Linked DNA regions of Anas platyrhynchos: region 1 is linked to region 2. The links are chromatin contacts, called in public Hi-C maps. All regions are on one chromosome and are shown on one strand. Each heading gives the region's core, a stretch centred on a gene start, on an enhancer-like site or on the middle of the called end of the contact. The rest is flanking DNA. Distances are from core to core; before and after follow the strand shown.

Region 1 (6,850 bases), core at 2,414-4,913, 580 kb after region 2:
TGCAAATAAAAAGGATTAGAGCAAAAAACTAACCCAAGTATGGGCTAGAGGTTCAGGCCAAGGAGCATTCACAATGTGAGCAACAGGCTAGAAACTGGAAGTAGTCAGCAAGAGAAACTGAGCCAAAGTGGACAAAAGAAGCAAAGACACTTGGAGAATTTTGAGACTGCAGAGTGGAATTAAATTTTAAGACAGGATCCAGGCATGCTGAAAAAGGAATATCCAAGAAATTACAGGAAAAAAAAAAAAAAAAAAAAGCATATCGGGTACCAGCTGCCAGGTATGTTTAAGTGGGAAATCCAGTAAGAAAATCCTGGTCTGGGAGAGGTATTTTAGTAGGAAGGGACCAGACAAGAGGAAGCTGGATGCAGTAGTTAGGAATGTGATGTTGTGCAAGAGTGGAGGTTTCCAGTAGTTTTCTATCCCTTTTATAACCTCCCAGTGACACAATCCAGTCAGCCTAGATTGTCCCGGCTTCAGTAATACCATCAGAGTCTGCCCTGGACCTCATGGGAACTGGTGATTGCAGCCTTGCCCTTCCTATCAGATGGCCATCAAAATGATTGTGTTAGCAGCAGGACAGGGGACCAAACCATGAGCACTAGCCTCCCTAGCTGGGAAAATAAACAGAAGCTACCATTGGCCAACTTCCTCCACAGTTTGACAGCTGCAGATACATTTACTAGTGGCTCATCGCTACTCAATAGGGTAGCTAGAGGGGCTAGAGCAGCCGTGGATGTTTCTTGCACAGAGAAGAAACAAAATGGGAGAATCCGAACTATAGAGAAACCCAAGGAATACCTCCAAAACAACAACAACAATAACAACAACAAAAACACCACATACTTTAGCTACAGCAAATTTGCCACTTCTGAAACAGAGAGATACAGAGAATAAGGGCTCATTCAGGAACTTTTTAAAGACAAGTCCTGGTTTGGTTCTACCTCAACTTAGTAAAAGGTCTGTCCCAGTCAGAAAGGCTCTCTAAGGACAACAGATGCCTACCATGGACCTCTGAAAGAGGCTCCTGATAATTCACTGAAAGAAAGCTATGCAAAGAGGTGGAGCAGACATTAAACTGATTTGTGTTATGACATGAAAAATTGTGAGGTGAAACATGTCAATAAGTGAACAGCTACTGAGAAATGATCTTTCTTTGCATTTAGGGTGAAACACAAAAGTATCATATAAATGCTTTTTCCTTCCAGAGTGCTCCAGGACTATCGCAAGCTTACCAAAACTGCTATTTAATGGTAATTAGCAAGGATGACAAACATATTCCTAAATGATGACAAAGTCCTTTGGCTAATGTTTTCATACAGTTCCTAGGTGTAGTAGGATCGCTAACCCAGCTACAGCCAAGCTAGATGATACTGTAATATAGACAATCAGAGAAACTGAGCAGGAAAAGACCTAGAAAATCACCAGGGCTGGACCAGTATGGTCTGCAAAGTAGCTGACAAAGCTATGCCTAACCGGCTCTTCAACACCATCAAGGGGGAGAATTCCAGTCTTTCCAGACCATCTAGTCCACATTTACCTGTTTATCACTACAAAGCTTCCCTAAAGTCTGATCTTCAACTCTCCTGATGCTATCTAAGCTGATCAGTTCTTTTCCTGTCCACAGAGAACATGAAGAATCAGCTGCTCCCTTACATATTTGCATCAGGCTTCACTTCATTTATTTTTTTAACATATTCATAGACTTTCTAGAAATTTTGAATTTCCCTTCCCTTCCCTTCCCTTCCCTTCCCTTCCCTTCCCTTCCCTTCCCTTCCCTTCCCTTCCCTTCCCTTCCCTTCCCTTCCTTCCCTTCCCTTCCCTCTTTACTTTCTCTTTTATTTTCTTTTTTCTCTTTTATTTTCTTTTCTTTCTCTTCTTTCTTTCTTTCTTTCTTTCTTTCTTTTTCTTCTTTCTTTCTTTCTTTCTTTCTTTCTTTCTTTCTTTCTTTCTTCTTTCTCTTTCTCTCTTTCTCTCTTTCTCTTTCTCTCTTTCTCTCTTTCTCTCTTTCTCTCTTTCTCTCTTTCTCTCTTTCTCTCTTTCTCTCTTTCTCTCTTTCTCTCTCTTCTCTCTCTTTCTCTCTCTTTCTCTCTTTCTCTCTTTCTCTCTTCTTCTTCTTCTTTTTTTTTTTTTTTTTTTAGGTCATTACTCATGGATGTTTTCCAGACACCTACTGCTCATTTCATACTCAGCAACAAATCACGTTTAAACAAATCGCAGAATAAAGAGCAGCCAGACACCTGCGGCAGCCAGCAAGGCTGTGGGTAGCTGCACTTGGCAGAGCAGGTCGCTCACAACCAGATGGAGTTATGTTACTCCTGTAGCTGCTGAGGCACCTGCAGCAGGGGGCAGTTTCCCAATTTCTGCAGACAGATGAGGTTTGACATCACATATTGGGGAATTACTTTCCCCCCATTAACCTAGACCTGTGACTAAGAGTATCCTTAACTGACAATTATCAGGAGAAGACAAAATCTGAAAGCTCTGCTGATGGTGGTCAGGCTTGACACTCACTGCACTTCCTGAGGCTCATGTTCATAAAGTTAGCAAGTGCCTAAGTGTTTGCAAAATCCATTGAGAGCTACCTTTGGACATTCCTCCAGCGCAGATAATACCTGCATGAATACATGCAGTTCTGCATGCCAATTAATACGTATATTAAGCTGCATTAAGAAAACAGTGCTCTCTCTATGCCTTGATATTACACTATATATGATGTTATATCAGTATCACCTATAAAATCCAGTCATATTTAAAAAAAAAAATAAAAAAATAAAGTTCTCCATCGCAGCTAGCCTGTCCTCTATTAGAATGTTCAATTATGGCTTGCTTTCTCTGCACAGGAGGAGAAATTAGTATTACATAAAGCCTATGGATTTGACGTTTGCTTGACAGAGCCCCTCCAAGGACTTTCACTGAAACAGTTTTACAAAGTCAAAACTGGATGATTTTATTGAGGTGACAGGTATAACAGATCTGGAATTGCCAGTGATAAATATACTTGTTGCATTAGCGCTAAATATCCTAAAGCTAGCCAAAAATTAATTAAGCTATATTAATAATCCTCCCGGGGATCACCTATAAAATAATGCAGGCACACTGCTCAAACAGACGACCCCATTGAGGCAACATTGGCCTCTGTAGTGTGTCTGCTTCTCCTTCAGGAGAGTCACGATTTTATCCCCTCCAGCCCAGCACCTGTTCTGACAGGTGGGGCAAACGTGTCAAAAGGGATGCCAGGCTCCTCGTAGGTGTTGTATAAGCATACCTACAAATGTGGATGCGCACTGTTGGAGTTGGGGCTGCACTGGCCCCACGGGTGTCGCTACTTCAATCCTCCATCATCTTCCTTTTTGTCCTTTGGCCAACCTGTCCAACTGCCAAGGTTGTGGGCATGAGCCAAACTGCAAAGTTTTATCAGTGGTGCAACCGTTCTGCCAACATTGACCCAAGAACTTGGTTGGTTCCCCTTCTGTCTTTCTCTTTACCCTGTGTGATAAATTAGTAGGGGTTTGTTCATTGTCCTTGAGAATTTAAAGAATCTACTGAGGAGATAAGGTTTCACAACTCACGGCATTGTGACATGGGGACAAATGGGGAAGGGGGGTTGGGTAAACATCCTTGTTACATCCTGTTTTGCTGCTTCACTTCCCCTACCTGAACACAAGCACAACGCATGAACACCAGAGGAAGAATAATGACCCCCAACAACAGACTGCACAGCCTCAGAACAAGTCGACAAGTCGCCAAGTCTCAACCAGACGACAAGTCGACAAGTCTCGACAAGTCGGAACTTGAATGCTATAAAACAGTGACACTGGAAAGGGAAGTTGTGTGCCGTGGTTTGCGTGGTCTCACTTGTAACACCCTGCGTACATGCTCGGAAACCTACACCCCAGTGTTGTGTGCTTAAGGACGAGCTATTCCGTGATGGACAAAACACCACAACTACAATCATTAGGTCACCATCCCCTCACACAGCAGCTGGTGAGTTATTTTCACACAGGTAAGTGTCCCTGCTGGAAATTCATTGGAAGAGTGAGCAGTGGAGTGCTCTGCTTTGGAGCAGTAGTATGTTTGAGTTGCAAAATGTGCTCTGCTGGAGACTAGAGAGCTTTACATATTCCTGCCTTCTTTGTATTGAAAAGTCTTCCATGAAATCAGACAAAAAGTGAAGTTACCAAAATGTGAGAAGCTCTGTGAGCACAGCAAGACAAAATCAGAGGAGATGGTGTACTGTCCGGCCTTTGCTGTTTGTGCAGGCAGATGTGCTCACTGATGGTGCATGATTAGATTACTTGATGGTTCTACTGAACCATGTGAGCTGAGCGAGCGTTTTCCTTGATGTGTCACTTTATCTCTCCTCCCACTTGCTGCGAGCGCTGCTGCGATGTGACGGTCCGGTGTCAGCCTGTGTGCCTGCCTGGGAGCTCCTTTTTCAGGTAGGTTTGTGTTTTTGTCTCTTTGGACAGCCAGTTTATTTCCAGCTAGCAAGTGCAGCAATGCCAGGGACTGCGAGAAAAATAGAGAGGAATAAACTTTAACTGCTCCTGTGCTCAACTCTGCTTTCTCCTTTCTCATGTTACACTGTGCATACATGCTTTCTAGCTCAGGTGGGACACGTTATGCATGTGATAGAGAAGATCACTGCCAGGTAGGACTGTTCCAAGGAAAGAGTTTTGTGGAGGCCATGCAGCATCCAAGAGCAGCGTGAGACTGAGACAGTTTCATCTTGGTTCAAGGACAGAGGGATGGGGGCTCCTTTATATGGGCACAAAGCAGAAATCTGTGACTACCTGCATTTCTGAAACAGAAAAACCACACTGAGGAGAAATTGCTTGCTTGCTGAGGCCTTGCTGTGATTCTGACAATGCCGATTCAAACTGCCAGCTTTGCGTATGAGGGTCATGAAAAGGAATGCCATGATACTGACAGATCTGTCCCAACAACAGAATATAAAGGTCTAAGTAATTCCTAATAGATGTGAAATACATGATGTCTGTCACTACTGACCAAGGCCAAATCGCAGCTTAAATCCACAACGTGCAAAGCCCATGAATTTTGCTTTTTAATTTGCTAGTAAATTAGTTGAAACCAATTACCTATATTGATGAAGGCCAGGAGCAGTTTAGTGAGTGCTAACTATATGCCTAAGAAAATATCCTTCCTGACTGGGAAGGTCTGTTCCCGTTCATCCCCAGGGAAGACATTTCAATTGCTAATCTTACTGGGGAGCGTGTTTCTACTGTGTGAGCTGTACCAAAACTTCCTCTAAAGCAAAAATGAGAATTGCCACAATGAAGGCCCAGGGAGCAATAAAAAGGAGCTGCACTGCAAGTCTCATTCAGCAACAGATTTAGTTCTACAAGCACAGACCTCTATTACACAGCCCCTGTTGAAGAACATGTTAAATTTGATCTTCTATTTTGCCCAGGAACTGGTTTTGTACCCAAAATGCATGCCAAGGTCCAGTACAACCCACATCAAGAGAAGCCGTAGGTATCATGAGGTCTCCTGGCACCCAGCTGCTCCTTCACTGATTTTTGCCATAATATAATTCAGATTTACATCTAGATTTGGCTGTTCCTTGTGTATGAACTTTGCACCAAGACCTCAGACAGAGACTTTCCATGTGGCTTTACACTCTGTTTGCTTCCTTGCTCTGTGCGTGTGTATGTGTATGTGATTTCTGCCTATAATCCAAGGCATGGGCGTTATTTCATAGAAATCACCACAAGTTAGAACTAGTTAAAAACAAAAACAAAACCAACCCACCAAACGATCAAAAATTTTTTGACAGCTTGGATTTCTACAGTAATTATTTGCATGCATGTTTTCAGAATTTTAAATAATAACTGTGCTGAAGCATCAATGCACCAGGATTAAGAAGTACCACCAAGCATGCAGCCTTCCTTTTCCCAGAGGCTAGTAGTACCAAAGGATTGTGGCTAGTCTGGTTTGCTGAAAGGGTGTTGCAGCAGTGTCTGTGCAAGGAAAAAAAAAAAGAAAAAAAAAAAAAGTTAAGGCTTGCATTCGCATTCCAGTCCTATGATGAGCAGGTCTCTCTCTCTCATTTTCTGAATGTAGCTTATGTTTGCTATGGATCATACAAGTAATGCAAACTTCGACAGCTAAGAGTAAACAGTCTCCTTGGACATATATTCATTTATATGTATATAAAGTTTTTAAGTCTTCCTAGCTGTCTAGCAAGTTACACAGTGCCTAAAATAGAGTTTTAGAAGCATCTGAGCAGTTTCAAAGTTATTCAAATGCTTTGGAGGATCTCAGCATTTAATACTTTGGAAATGTTACCTGTGTTCTCTGCCCCAAACTGAGACTTCCCCAAGGAAATCATGCTCCTGCAGGAAAACTGGCACCTGCTCCCAGTTTTCCTCCTTCCACATTTTCCTCATTCCAGATGGGTGGAGCTCTCCTCTAAGACCATGGTGCAGGGAAAGAAATGGTCTTGCAGTTGGCTGAGGGCAGCTAGTCCCAATGGGAACACACTGAACTCAATGGTCTGTGGAGCACAGAGGGGAGCACAAAGGCTGCTGGCTTTATAATAACCTGAGATCACAGCACTTTGTGTTACTGAGGTGTCTGGCAGGGTTCACTCCTGAATGAGATTCACTCTAACGATCCAATTAGGAAGTAGCAGTGGTTTGAGGTGTTGTGGGCAGGTCTGTGCACCCGTGGGACAGCATTCACCAGTCACTGAGCTGGGACCAGTGAACTGGTGTTTGCTCCATATTCCTTTGTTGACTTCGACAGTGGTCTCAGCTCAGTGTTTGCTCATCTCTCTGAATCCTCTTTTAACAAGCTGTACTGTTGGGCTGTGGTGCCATTTTCC
Region 2 (7,064 bases), core at 2,674-5,173:
AAAAAGGTACAGGTCTATCAGACCTGATGAGACATGAATCCCAGGGTCCTGAGGAAACTGGCTGATGTAGTTGCCAAGCCTCTCTCCATCATAACTGAAAAGCCCTGGCAGTCAAAGGGCATCAGTAACTACCTAAGGCCTATACCAGCATAAGCCTACCTGGGAATGAGTGGCAAAAGAACCCTAATGTGACTGGCCCGGATGCTATGTGCATCCTTGGCATAGGCTATCTCACGAGAGGATATTTCAAGGGCCTTTTTTCTTCAGGGAGCCATTCTATGCAGGGGACAGGCAGAGATGATTTTTCCCCCTTGTTCACTCTCCCTTTCTCCTTCACTCCCCTCTTCTCCACCAGGCTAGTTAAAATAGCTCTTCAGGTCTTCGAATATCCTTGGGATATCCAGACCAGCATGTTCTTATTATAATGTCTCCTGAGTGTGCTTCAGGAATTGTCCAAGGTTAACCAACTACTTAGGAATGCCATTCAGAGATCTGTTCTGAGGCAGCATAGTTATGAGTGGCAGGCAGTATAGGAGGATATGGGCAAGCATCTAGAGCAGTGGACACCTCCAGTGCTTTGGAAATTCACCCCTGAACAGGTGCAAAATCCTAAAAAAATGGCAAAATGCTTGAAAAAGGAGTGTCATCACCCTGGCAATTCCAGAGAGACACAAATCACTGCAACGTGCTGGGGCTTGGCCCAATGCAATTACTCACCACTCACTGATCAATCCTCAGCCTATCCCCATGCAGTCGGTACCCCTGCCGTCCTCCAGCCAGCCACTCCACATTAATTGTCCAGCATGACGCCATATGATATGGAATACCCCTTTGGGCAGTCGGGGTCAGCTGTCCTGCTTCTGTCCCCTCCCAGCTCCTGTTGCACCCCCTGCCTGCCTACTGGCAGGACAGAGAGAGAAGCTGAAAAGTCCTTGACTTAGTGTAAGCACGGATCTGCAACCAGTCAAACACCAGTGTATTATCAACATTATTCTCATCCTAAATTCAAAGCACAGCACTCTACCAGCTTCTAGGAGGAAAATTAACCCTATCCTAGCCAAAACCAGGACACAGCACATCGCATGGTATGGAGTACACCTTTGGTCAGTTGGGGTCACCTGTCCTGCTTCTGTCCTCTCCCACCTCCTCCTGAACCGCCAGCTCCCTGAATGGCAGGTCAGTGTGAGAAGATGAAAAGTCCTTAACTCAGTGTAAGCACTGCTCTTCAACAATTAAAACAAGTACAAGACATTTCTTCTCAGAAAGAGTGGTCAGGCATTGGAAAAGGTTGCCCAGGGAAGTGGTGGCATCACCATCCCTGGGGGTGTTCAAGGAAAGGTTGGACCTGGTGTTTAGAGACATGGTTTAGTGGGTGACGTTGGTAGTAAGGTGATGGTTGGACCAGATGATCTTGGAGGTCTTTTCCAACCTTAATGATTCTATGATTCTATGAATACGCTTCAATTTCAGATGTGCTCTTGTTCGGACTCCAGTGAATACCGTCTTTATATGCTTGCCACATTGATCTATTCTGTCTTTTAGTCGTTGTTTCATAGTGTGATTTTTTTCATATGATCTTCTCTACCAGGAATAACAATATTTAGTACACATACATTTTTCCTCTAATAGATAAGAGAAAATATTAAAATGTTATGTCCAATTGGTCTCTGCTGTCATCAGACCATAGCAGTGGTATGCCAAAACAGCTTGTCTTATGTTAGCTATTTGCTAACATCCAGTAGACCCAGATCCTCCGAGAACTGAGGTTTTTCATCTGCTGCCATCAGAAAGTCATCTGTCCTTCTGTAGTCTTCTCAAGTGTGATTGGAAGAGAAGGGTGCAACCTTCCACTGGGTGGCTTATGGGGAGAGCTTATGGATAATGGGAGAGTGGAAGATGAAGCTAGAAGACCTCTGAAGAACGTGTTTCCAAGCTCTGCTCATTTGAAAGCTGTTTTCACACTCATATCCTCTTAATACTGAGTCAAAGAAATGTTCCTGACATGGCCATAATCGCAAATAGTTTTGTATACAGTCTCTTGTTCATTCAGATGAAGGAAAGCAAAAGATATGGGCTATGTAAATTAGTCTTATTTCTGGAATGTCCTTTTGATAGAGTTGAAAGTTAGGGAGCAGCAGGCCTTCTGTGAAAGCACGTTAATATTAGTGGACTAGAATTTCCAGTAGAAACACAAAAATCTGGCCATCTGTATTACCTCTAGTTTGCCTGATCAATGGCTCATTTTAATTAAGTTTATTGAGTTTTACATAAAATGCAATACAATGTGGGTATTTATGGTGAAATAAACTGCAAGATGGAAGACACAAAAAAGTTAATGAAATCAGTCTCCACTACTTAGATTCCTCCCATATTCCAGACACACTGCATTAGAAAGATAACACTGAAAGATTCAGAACTATGTATGTTTCTGGACTTAAATTTTTTAAAAATGTGGTGTTAGTCAGCTTTTAGGCTGCAAGATTTGTAGATTTGGGAGTAGTTTGACCCTGACCTAATTCAGGTATGTAACAAAAAGACAGGTATGATTCAGGGTCATCATTCTGGTTTTGGACCATCCATTGCAGAAACACCCTAACATTTATTCCTGAAGTGGCATTAATAATGGGTCTTACTATTCTGTATTAAACATTTAGGTCTGAACATCACAATGAAGTATGGAAAAGTACAATATAACTTTAAACAGATACACCTATGATTTACCATCTAATTGTTTACTAGCAGTGCTTTTTCAAATCTGTAGTGCCTTTACTATGTACATACATAGCATAAATACATATTAAGGTGATTAAAAAACAATCATGCTATAATATATTATTTCCTCTATTGACTTGTTTGTATACCTACTTAATGTGGCTAGCTAGTTAGATGTTTTAAAAAATAGCAAACAAACAAACAAACAAATATGATTTCAAGACACTACATTAACAATTAATTATCAAACTCTATATTTGCTATTTGCTCTTATTCTAAGGGTGATTCTTGTTTTCTGCCTCTCCTCAAGAAAGCTTTGTCTCCTGTGATAGGCAATGGCAAAACACAACAAAATAAAACAAACAAACAAACAAAAAACACTAGGATGACCATGACTTAGATTAAGTCCTAAATACTGAGTGATCTATTTTTCTTGATCTATTTTGCAAATTTTGGCCAAATCTGTCAGACACTGGCATACCTAGCTGTGGAATTCTGATAAGTTTCTGAGGCAGATACTCTCTGCATTTTGGTTTGATTTATGGAAGTTTAACTAAACCAGACAGCCTGCTAAGACCTACAAGTTCCTGTTTAAAATATATAACTCACAATGTGTGAATGCTTTCCCCTGAAAATGTATTGATTGCTTTGTATTTACTTAAGCATCATCAACATGTCCAGAGTCTTGGCTAAAGTTCAGGGAATGTAATGAAAACTTCATTGTAACACCATCACACAAGCTGAGACAACATTTGGGCCAGCCAATCAAAGAACATGACCTCTATCTCTTTCACTCATACATTATATTTCCTCTTGCTAGTGTGGGGAAACCAAAGAGGTGTTATACTTTGAATAAGGAAGAATTCACCCAAAAGAATTCCTCCTGGGGGCAATTGGACCCCTTGCACTGAGCAAAGTGATTACATTTGAGGTACAGGGCAGTATATGTGGAAAACTGTGTTTGGCAACTGGTTGGCCCATGACAAAACATCGTATTTCACACTCAGGTACACAGCAATTGTTTTTACTTAAAAAATCATTTTGAAGATATCCACAGATACATTTTGCTTATGGAGCTGTAATCATTAGGTTAAATTGCTGTGTGCTTGGCATTTCGACTTTCAAGCCTAAATAAGTTCTTTCACAGCTTCCTAAAGATGTTGAATCCAAATCATAAACTGTCTTTTCAGTGGAAGCAACCCACTTCAAGGCCATGGTAGTTATGCTGTACACAAAACACTGAGTTCAGGGTTGCGCTCACTTCTTTTAAGGACAATAGAACTCTTTTCCTTCTTTTCTTTCTACAAACCAGATTCAGCCTGGTTACATTAAATTCTTATGTTAATGTTCCATTAATTAGCTTTCTTTTCTTTATATTTTGTCTTCATTGTTCTCCTTTTACTTTGTTTTACTCCCTGTATAATTAAAATGTTTAACATTGTTCCTTCCTGTGGTCAGGACACATTCGCTTAAATCTATTTCATTCTCAATCAAGGCAGAGGACAAATGGAAGCAATTAAAACTAGGAATCCTTCCCCAGTCCTCTCCACTGCCCAGCCTGTAACGCTGCAACATCGCTGGTGTAAAATAATCCAACCTTTGCCATTTCACACTCCAGCATCTGCTCTGGGCCTCTAACCCGCTCCAGGCGAAGACATGCCAAGAGGAGGCCACAGCAGCGTGGTATTGCCGTGCCATTAGCCAGTGGCTTGGGATAGCTGAGGCTTTTCTGAGGAAATAAGCGTGGTTTTATTTAACCTTCTGTATATCTGTCTATAGATGTGTGCCCGTGTATGTATTAGCACACATCCCCCTCACAAACCCGCCCCCACAGGCTCGCTGCCTGCAGGCCTGTAGGTGGCGCCTCAACACCGCCCACCTGCACGGGGCCGCCGGCGGAGGCGGTGGGGCCCGGCGGCAGGCACCATTGGCCGTTAACCGCCGCGTTTTCGGCGTTGATAAATTATTATTATTATTATTATTATTTTTCTCCCGTGCTTGTCATTCATTTCGCACTTGTATCCCGCTTGGGTACAGGGGGCCGTCAGCCAGAACGAACAAAAGCCCGTGATGTGGCTGCGGGGGTGGGGGGCCGAACAGTGTGTTCTCCTTCCCCTGGTTGCCCACATCACTCACGAGTGCCCTTTGGTTAAAAACGTAAATAAAAATAAAATAAAAATAAAAATTAAGAAAAAAAAAAAAGGATGAGCAGAGATGCTGGTTGCTTCTTGAGGGAGATGTACTCTGAAAAGTGGCCAGTGGAGAGGCCTTGCAGGAAGGCCTGCAAAAGGCAGCCCTGGTATACACTGCTGCCTATGCACTGCCGGCCCTGGCCTAATGGACTTCTGCTGTACAGAAAAGCTACCAAAACAAAAGAACAAACAAACAAACAAACAAAAACAGTTAATTAAAAATATCGTACATCTCTGCATAATGTTTAGCTTTCTGTCCTTTTTTCACCTCAGCTTTAGTTTTATGTGGTAGAGTTGTCTCTGATCAGCGGGACCTGACTCTGCCCAGCTACAGTCACTGGTCAGTTTAGGTCACTGCATTCTCAACAGAGCTGCTCTTGTGCTGTATTTTCACATAAGCTGAGTTTACGTGCCAGGCATAGTTTTGCTATGCTGGCATAAAACTCGTTCAATGGAATGGTGAATCTCTCCCTTTTTGAAAATAATTGGTAAAGAAGCAGCTTGCACATTAAAACAAAGAAAAACCATCCCCCATTATTCCATTAAGCTTATTCTCAGCACTTCGGCCATACAACACTGTACTGCACAGCAAAGGAAGGGCTCCATATATCAGTGAGATGTGCAGAGCTCTGGTGGCAGCCACAAAATGGCACCCAGGCCTAAAGGCAAGGTGGATGCCAGTGTTAGAGCACCTGCCTTGGATGCAGATAACCACAGATTTAGTCCTGCTCACTCACATGAACTGTGCTACAATGTGGCTGGGAGTTGGATGGGGAAGGCGAATAGTTGTAGCTTCAGTAGAGTGTGCTGAGCTGTGGATCCCCACCTGAAGTAGGGGAACAGTTAGACACTGAGTTTAGCTAACACAAGCTAGATCCTTCTCCACGTAGATCACATCTCAGCTTCTTGACTGCCTCCTGTGCCCCACAGTAACCAACTTTTTTGCACAATACATCCACATCCGTGTGTAACCAAGGGACCTAAGTAAGGGCTGTAGTTTTAACTCAGAGAGATACAATTTCAGCTCTCACTTGCTGTTTTCCTCCATGTCTATAAAAGGGAATTACTGCTATTTTGACTTCCCCAAAGACTGTTGTAAGGCAAACCTACTGAACACTGTGGGACAACCTTCTACTATGCTGATATAGGAAAAGTAAGGGAAGGAAATATGTTTTTAAAAGCTAACTTCTTACTTTTTGAGTATTTATTTTTTATTAAACACAGAAATTCACACTGATACACACTGATAAAATCAAAAGATTTATTTAAGGGGTTTCTTTGTTAGCCCATATCAGTTTATAAAGTAACTGGGCAGTGCAGACCTGTACAATGCAGCCTGTTACAAAAGGTGTAAGGGATTTAAATACCAAATACCCATTTTGAGAAGATGACAGGATAACAGTAGAATTACTGCTCTACTAATTCTACTTGATCATTTTCAGTCACATTTGACAGAATCACAGCTCAGTGTCAAAAAAACTATTCTTCAGTCCACCATTTCTCAAAAATCCTCTTCTGTGAGCAATACAGTCATTCCAAAATGATGGGTTATTTCTGGAAAAAGGAAAATGTCTTGTTTGTGATATCTAGCCTTCTACATTTGTATGCTTTTAAAATAAGTACTTAGGATATTAAGAGGGGAAAGTAATGGTTTTGCATCTTTGTTATTAGAATGTTTACTTCTCTTGCTTCATTGATTTTTTATTACGGTTCCAAGGTTAGAAATAAGGATCGTCAGTGGCAGCTTTTTTGCTGCTTGCTTTAGTTTCAAGTGATAATTTCAGGAATATTTTATTTTGCTTTATTTCTCGCTATCCACACATGCTGTCTACCTTTCTATCTTACATTTAACAGGAATAGGTGGTTTTTAAAAAGCCACTTTGGAAAAGTTTCATGGCTGCAACATGCCAGCATAAAAGACAGATAGTATCAAGCCGAGCTGCCTTTGTTGCTGCTGCTGCTGTCTTGGCATCTGTCGATGAAGAGCGCTCCAATCTGGGGATCCCTGCTGGGGTGAGATATGGCCATGTCTCCAGCAACGGACCAAGCAACACTGGTGCCAGAACACTGCAACCATCTGATGCAAGTCTCTCCTAATGAAAGTCCAGCATGGGGCTAAATGAGTTTCCTCCACTGCTGGGTGAGGGGCTAATGATAAAA

The links. A called contact is a pair of places that touch in the nucleus more often than the background predicts.
Region 1: a Hi-C map of liver shows a contact between it and region 2, with 4 times the contacts expected there. The contact joins the promoter of GCNT2 here to the enhancer-like site in region 2. A contact is called at or near these places in 2 of 8 Hi-C or Micro-C datasets (liver and subcutaneous adipose tissue).

Annotation. Positions count from the first base shown.
Region 1 is chr2:91,465,137-91,471,986 of IASCAAS_PekinDuck_T2T, forward strand. GCNT2 (glucosaminyl (N-acetyl) transferase 2 (I blood group)) reads left to right here and starts at 3,664. Exons shown (of 4, transcript XM_072033098.1): 1 at 3,664-4,442. All of the region lies in intron 2 of LOC119716143 (a long non-coding RNA gene), which reads right to left. It overlaps LOC140001526 (a long non-coding RNA gene), which reads right to left. Exons shown (of 2, transcript XR_011806770.1): 1 at 6,313-6,850; 2 at 4,116-5,984.
Region 2 is chr2:90,888,933-90,895,996 of IASCAAS_PekinDuck_T2T, forward strand. No RefSeq gene overlaps it. Among named protein-coding and RNA genes, the nearest start is that of SLC35B3, 330 kb to the left of the region's middle. Within about 2 kb of position 3,924, at least 1 of the 8 cell types and tissues checked has an H3K27ac peak or open chromatin away from gene starts, as enhancers often do.